Regions from separate parts of the Ovis aries genome. Here region 2 is linked to region 1. Evidence: chromatin contacts called from public Hi-C data. All regions are on one chromosome and are shown on one strand. Each heading gives the region's core, a stretch centred on a gene start, on an enhancer-like site or on the middle of the called end of the contact. The rest is flanking DNA. Distances are from core to core; before and after follow the strand shown.

Region 1 (2,583 bases), core at 55-2,554:
GAGGGCTTTCGCCTAAATGGCTTTGTCAGGAAAAATGCAGATTTCAGTCAAGGCAAGAAGGAGTGAGAATGTTTTCTGTCCATGGAATTCTTCAGGCAAGAATACTGGAGTGGGTAGCATTTCCCTTCTCCAGGCGATCTTCCTGACCCAGGGATTGAACCCGTGTCTCCTGCATTGCAGGTGGATTCTTTACCATGTGAGCCACCTGGGAAGCCCAAGAATGTTTTGGAAAAAGCCATTCACAGCTGTGTAAGACTGTGTTTCCCTGGAATCTTCTGGGTGCTTTCCTTATTTCCCAAAGTTGGGTTTACCGTAAGTGAATGAATCTTAGGCTTCATGGTCTTCTTTCTTGTATTGGAAGGCCTTCTATGTCATTTGTAATTTTAAAAATTGCTGTGCCCCACCCCCCGACACACACACACACACACCCTGCCGGCCCGCCATTCTGACTGTGTAAGCTTTCAGCCTCACGAAACTCTTTCTACCTCTGCTTAGAATTCTACTAGTCCCAAGATGTCATGTCCAGCCTTCGAACTGTGGTTAACACTGTCGTATGGAGTGTCTAGAGACTGTTAAGAAGGTAGGTCCTAAATGTCCTCTTCACAAGGAGAAAAGGTTTTCTTTTTAAAGTCTCTAGGCGGTGATAGAGTCTTCTTTTTTTTTTGCTGCACTGCTCAGCTTGTGGGATCTTTGTTCCCCAACCAGGGATCAGACTTGGGCACCAGCAGTGGGAGCGCAACATTCTAACCACTGGACCCCCAGGGACTCTTGAGATAATGGATTTACACTAAGCTCATCATGGTCATCATCTCAGAATATGTGTAAGTCAGGTGCTGGTCCCCTAAAACTTAGTGTCTCAGTTACATTTCAAAAAAATAAAAAATAAAACTGAAAGAAAAAAACAAATTAAAAAAAAAAAAAGAAAAAACAAATAAAGCATTTCCCTACATGCAATGCAAGCAAACAAGCAACACCAAGACAAAACAAAACAAAACCTCCAAACAAAAACCTCCATGTTCTGATTTCTAAACAATTTCACTTACAGTGAGCAGACACCGTAAGAGGTCCCCACCCTGCCCCAGGAGTGAAGTTTGTTCTCAATGTTTCTGTCCTAGATGGTATCTGAAGGCGTGGATGTGACCTCAGCAGAGGACACAGGCACCCAGTCAGTATTCTCCAGCTCAGAAAGAAGAGCAGGCGCATGCGGGCAGGACGTGTCAGGGCCAGGGGCACAGGCTGTGTTCCTCCGGGCAGGTTTGGACCAGCCCACCCTGCATGTTCATGTTCTGAGTAAGCGCTGGGACACTTGCAGGGTGTCTGCCAGCTTGCAGGGTGACACCCCGCCCACTCCCTCTCCCAGGGAGCAGAATGTCCCCGTCTGATGAATGGGCATTGTTCTCAGGGAGTTGGTAAGTCAATTGTTTAGAGTTAGAAGGCATTTCCCCAGATAAACAAGAGAATGTGTGAGCTTTGCTGTTCAGGGCATCTCTAGACAACTGCTTGCCTCACTGAAATCAAGGCCAGGGATGATGGTAGCAGAATCACCACCCTGAGTAAAGACCTGCTTCTCAACTTGTAGACTCTGTGACTGCAGAGCAGTCCCAGGTCTGGGCCCTCCAAGTGGCTGCGTGGCCTGGGGTGTAGGCAGCGAGGAGACAGGGCTCTGAGTGGGTGGCCAGACCCTGTGGAGGGTGGAGTAAGGGCCTGGTTCCTTGGCCACATCTTCCAGAGGTCCAGGGTTGGGCTTGCTTCCTTGCTGCTTCTGTGCAAGGTTTCTTTGCCCTTTTGAAGTTCCCTAAGGTCCAGAAACAGCAGGAAATAGACTTAAAAAGTGGTTTCCAGACTTTCCTGTGGTTGATTCCACCTTCAAATGCAGAGGAGTCAGGTTTGATCCCTGGAGGAGGAACTAGGGTCCCACTTGCCACACAGTGCAGCCAAAAAAGTTTTTTTAATATATTTTTTTAATGACTTCTTTTGGAAGAGCACAGTGGTCCCCTTCTCAAGAAAAATCAAAGTCAACCTAGAGAAGAATGGTGAATTTCTGGGTATTCGAAAAGCCAAACAAATCCAGATTAGATTCCTTGCATTTTCGATTGGCTCTGATCAAGTGCGTGCATGCATCCTCAGTCATGTCTGACTCTTTTCGAATCCCGGATATAGCCCACCAGGCTCCTCTGTCCATGGGATTCTCCAGGCAAGCGTACTGGAGTGGGTTGCCATTTCCTTCTCCTGGGGTCTTCCCGACCCAGGGATCGAACCCTCATCTCCTGCATTGGCAGGCAGGTTCTTTACCACTGAGCCACCTGTGAAGCCGCAACTTTGACTGAGAGATGATTCCAAAGATCTTACATGTCATAGTTGTGTGCTTTTTAAAAACCATGTTACGTTTGATCTTGCCTTGATACAAGTACCAATATCTCCTTTAAAAAGACCTTATGGGACTTCCCTGGGAGTTCAGTGGTTAAAACTCTGCACTTCAACCACAGCAAGCGTGGCTTTGATCCCTGATCTGGGAATTAAGATCCTACATGCTGCACTGTGAAGCCCAAATGTATAAAGAAAAAAATAAACTAGGCCACAGTG
Region 2 (2,583 bases), core at 45-2,544, 160 kb before region 1:
GGCACCCGCCAGCGAAGAGCAGAGCTAAGGCCGCAGCCTCACTGTCCAGCCCCCCTGCCCACCTCACAGACCCGCCACGAGGTGGCTGGGCGGCCCAGAGAGAGCACACCCCAGGACTCAGGGCAGGCCCTGAAAAGCTGGCGGACCCAGACAGCTCAGGTCTCACGTTCAGGGGTCTTTTGTGTAGTCTCTTTGGGTAAAAGGATTTTCGTGTCATTTTGCTTGAGTGTCAGGGGGCCTTGAGAGAGCGGCCAGCACTTCCTTGCTCTGTAGTCTGGCTCAAAAAATGGAAGTCTCCTCTAGTCAGACTGTTTAGTTTGAAGGTAACGCATTTTAGAGAGGAGGGGAAGGGGTCAGGAAGCAGCTGAGCATGAAAGCGGAACAGATAGGAGTTGCCCGAACCTCCCTGATTGCCAGGAAGGGGAGCCCCCTCCTTTTCCAGGGGCCGCTCGTGGTAAGTTCATGAAGGCTTGGGGACGACATCTATACACCTCTGTGAGCAATAGACAAAAACCCCTTAAATGTGAATGTAGAGGCACTTACTCCATCTAATAACCCTGTCCACAGTTCTCGGTGCAGGGGCAGAGACGCTGCGGGGCTGCAGTGGCCCCTCCCCCAGGCCTCGCTAGTTAGATTTCACAGTCTGTCATCTGCACTGGCCGCTCCCCCGTGAGCCCCTGGGAGTGAGCAGGCGTGTGAGCCATGGGTGGATCACCAGAGCGCCACAGAGCCCGGCGGGAGGGAGTCTCCAGCTTCAGAAACAGAAAACCTCCATGGGTCCCTCGGCCCCTGGAGCAGCAGCAGAGCCCCCCGGTCTCATCGCTGTCCCCCAGCCAAGGCCAGAGCCCTCCTCAGCTAACGGGGCCAGGGCAGGGCTCTGGCTCTGGCTTCACCAAGCACATTGCCCTGAAGTCTTCACTTTGGCCCACAGTAAAGGCCAGCCTCCCCGGTGGCTCAGTAGTAAAGAACCTGCCTGCCAATGCAGGAGACCCAGGTTTGATCCCTGAGTCAGGAAGATCCCAAGGAGAAGAAAGTGGCAACCCACTCCAGTATTCTTGCCTGGGAAATCCCATGGACAGAGGAGCCTGGCGGGCTACAGCCCATGAGGTCGTAAAGAGTCGGACACAACTAAACAGCAACAACCACTGCTTGTGGGTGACTTGGGGACCTTTCAGAGCCACTAGTGATCTTGCAGCCAGGCGGGCAGGATCGAGTGGGTCCTGTCCTCCCCCAGCAGCCTCCAGAGGCCTGGTGTCTCTGCAGGCAGCGGACTGACCAGGCCTCTCTGGAGCTGGCCTCACTCCGTGCTTCCCCAAGGCTGGGGCCCTGAGCTGCAGGCCACAAGCACCTGTTGCTTCCCCACCTGACCGCTGAGGACCCACAGCTGACTCATATCCCTACCACCTCCACAGCCTGGCCTCAGCCCCCCTATTCACACAGGTGCTTAGAGACCAGGCACATGAGCACCCAGGGGGGGAGGAACAGCTTAGGATCTGGTGCCAGCCCAGCCCCAAGACAGACTAAGCTTCTGGTTTCTGCAGCCGAGTCTCACCCCCTCGGGGCCTCTGATTCTGTTTTCCAGAACGACGACAACTTCTTGAATATCATCTATGAGGCTTATCTCTTCAGCTTGACACAAGCGGCCGTGAAGAAGACTCTATGAAAGCAAGACATTTCAAAACCCATGTCCAAAGTCCTCCAGTTCAAGGCTGTTTCTTGTCAAATGTTTCCCTAAATGTTTCTGCCTTTTTAAAAAAAAGAAAAGAAAAGGATGTATAATATGAAATAAAATGTCTCAGACATTTTCAGTCACGCGTCTGTTTTCATTCCATCCTTCAGGGCACCGGGTGCCAAGGATTGCGCGCGTGGGAAAAGCCCTTTGCTCACGTCACATCGCAGCGAATGCGGCGCTTCAGCAGTGTTTGCTTCTTCCCATCCTCATTTCTGAAGAGTATTCTCCCCGTGGAAAGAGCCCTTCCCTTCCAGGAACGCGGTTTCTTTTTCATCAGCAGCTGCAGTTATTTCGGGACCTCAGAGAACATGCCAACCACCAGGTGGCAGTGTAGGCCCGCAGCCACCGACGCGCCCCACCGGCCTCGCCAGTAACAAGAGGAGCGATTTTCCAGACAAAGTCAACCTGTTTGTCAGCACCCATTGGCACCGATTGCTGGGCCCTTGATGGGAAATGCTTGCTGAAAGTATTCACCGCTGGTTTCTATGGGGGTCATCCCAGGACTCCAGACACGTCCCAGGCTTCCAGCAACACAGCATCTGTCCAGCCCCTTCGGCAGAAGCCAGCCTCTGCTCCCCGGGGAACACTTTGCAGTCTTCAGCGAATAGAGCTGAGAGGAAGGCCACAGATCTTGAAGCCAGTTCTTGGCCTCTGCAGGATGGCTGCGGCCCAGACGGGCTTGTGTTCACAGAGCCAAGGGGCTCGCCCTCGGAAGGAGGCAGGAGGGCTCTGTCCAGGTTGACCTAATCCCTGCCGAGCATCGGAAATGAAGTCAGCTTTGCATTTCTACAGCCCTGTTTCTTCTCGGACCATAAAAAGATCTCCAGATGCCTACACTAGCCAGGCCTCGC

The links. A called contact is a pair of places that touch in the nucleus more often than the background predicts.
Region 2: a contact with region 1 is called in a Hi-C map of hypothalamus, with 5 times the contacts expected there. The contact joins two enhancer-like sites. A contact is called at or near these places in 9 of 16 Hi-C or Micro-C datasets (blood, hypothalamus, liver and 4 more).

What each region holds. Positions count from the first base shown.
Region 1 is chr3:213,994,087-213,996,669 of ARS-UI_Ramb_v3.0, reverse strand. No RefSeq gene overlaps it. Among named protein-coding and RNA genes, the nearest start is that of ADIPOR2, 28 kb to the left of the region's middle. Within about 2 kb of position 1,304, at least 20 of the 54 cell types and tissues checked have an H3K27ac peak or open chromatin away from gene starts, as enhancers often do. A contact at or near this core is called in hypothalamus, where this site is marked.
Region 2 is chr3:214,150,737-214,153,319 of ARS-UI_Ramb_v3.0, reverse strand. DCP1B (decapping mRNA 1B) reads left to right here. Exons shown (of 9, transcript XM_004006970.6): 9 at 1,583-1,808. The coding sequence ends at 1,663. Among named protein-coding and RNA genes, the nearest start is that of CACNA2D4, 17 kb to the right of the region's middle. Within about 2 kb of position 1,294, at least 4 of the 54 cell types and tissues checked have an H3K27ac peak or open chromatin away from gene starts, as enhancers often do. A contact at or near this core is called in hypothalamus, where this site is marked.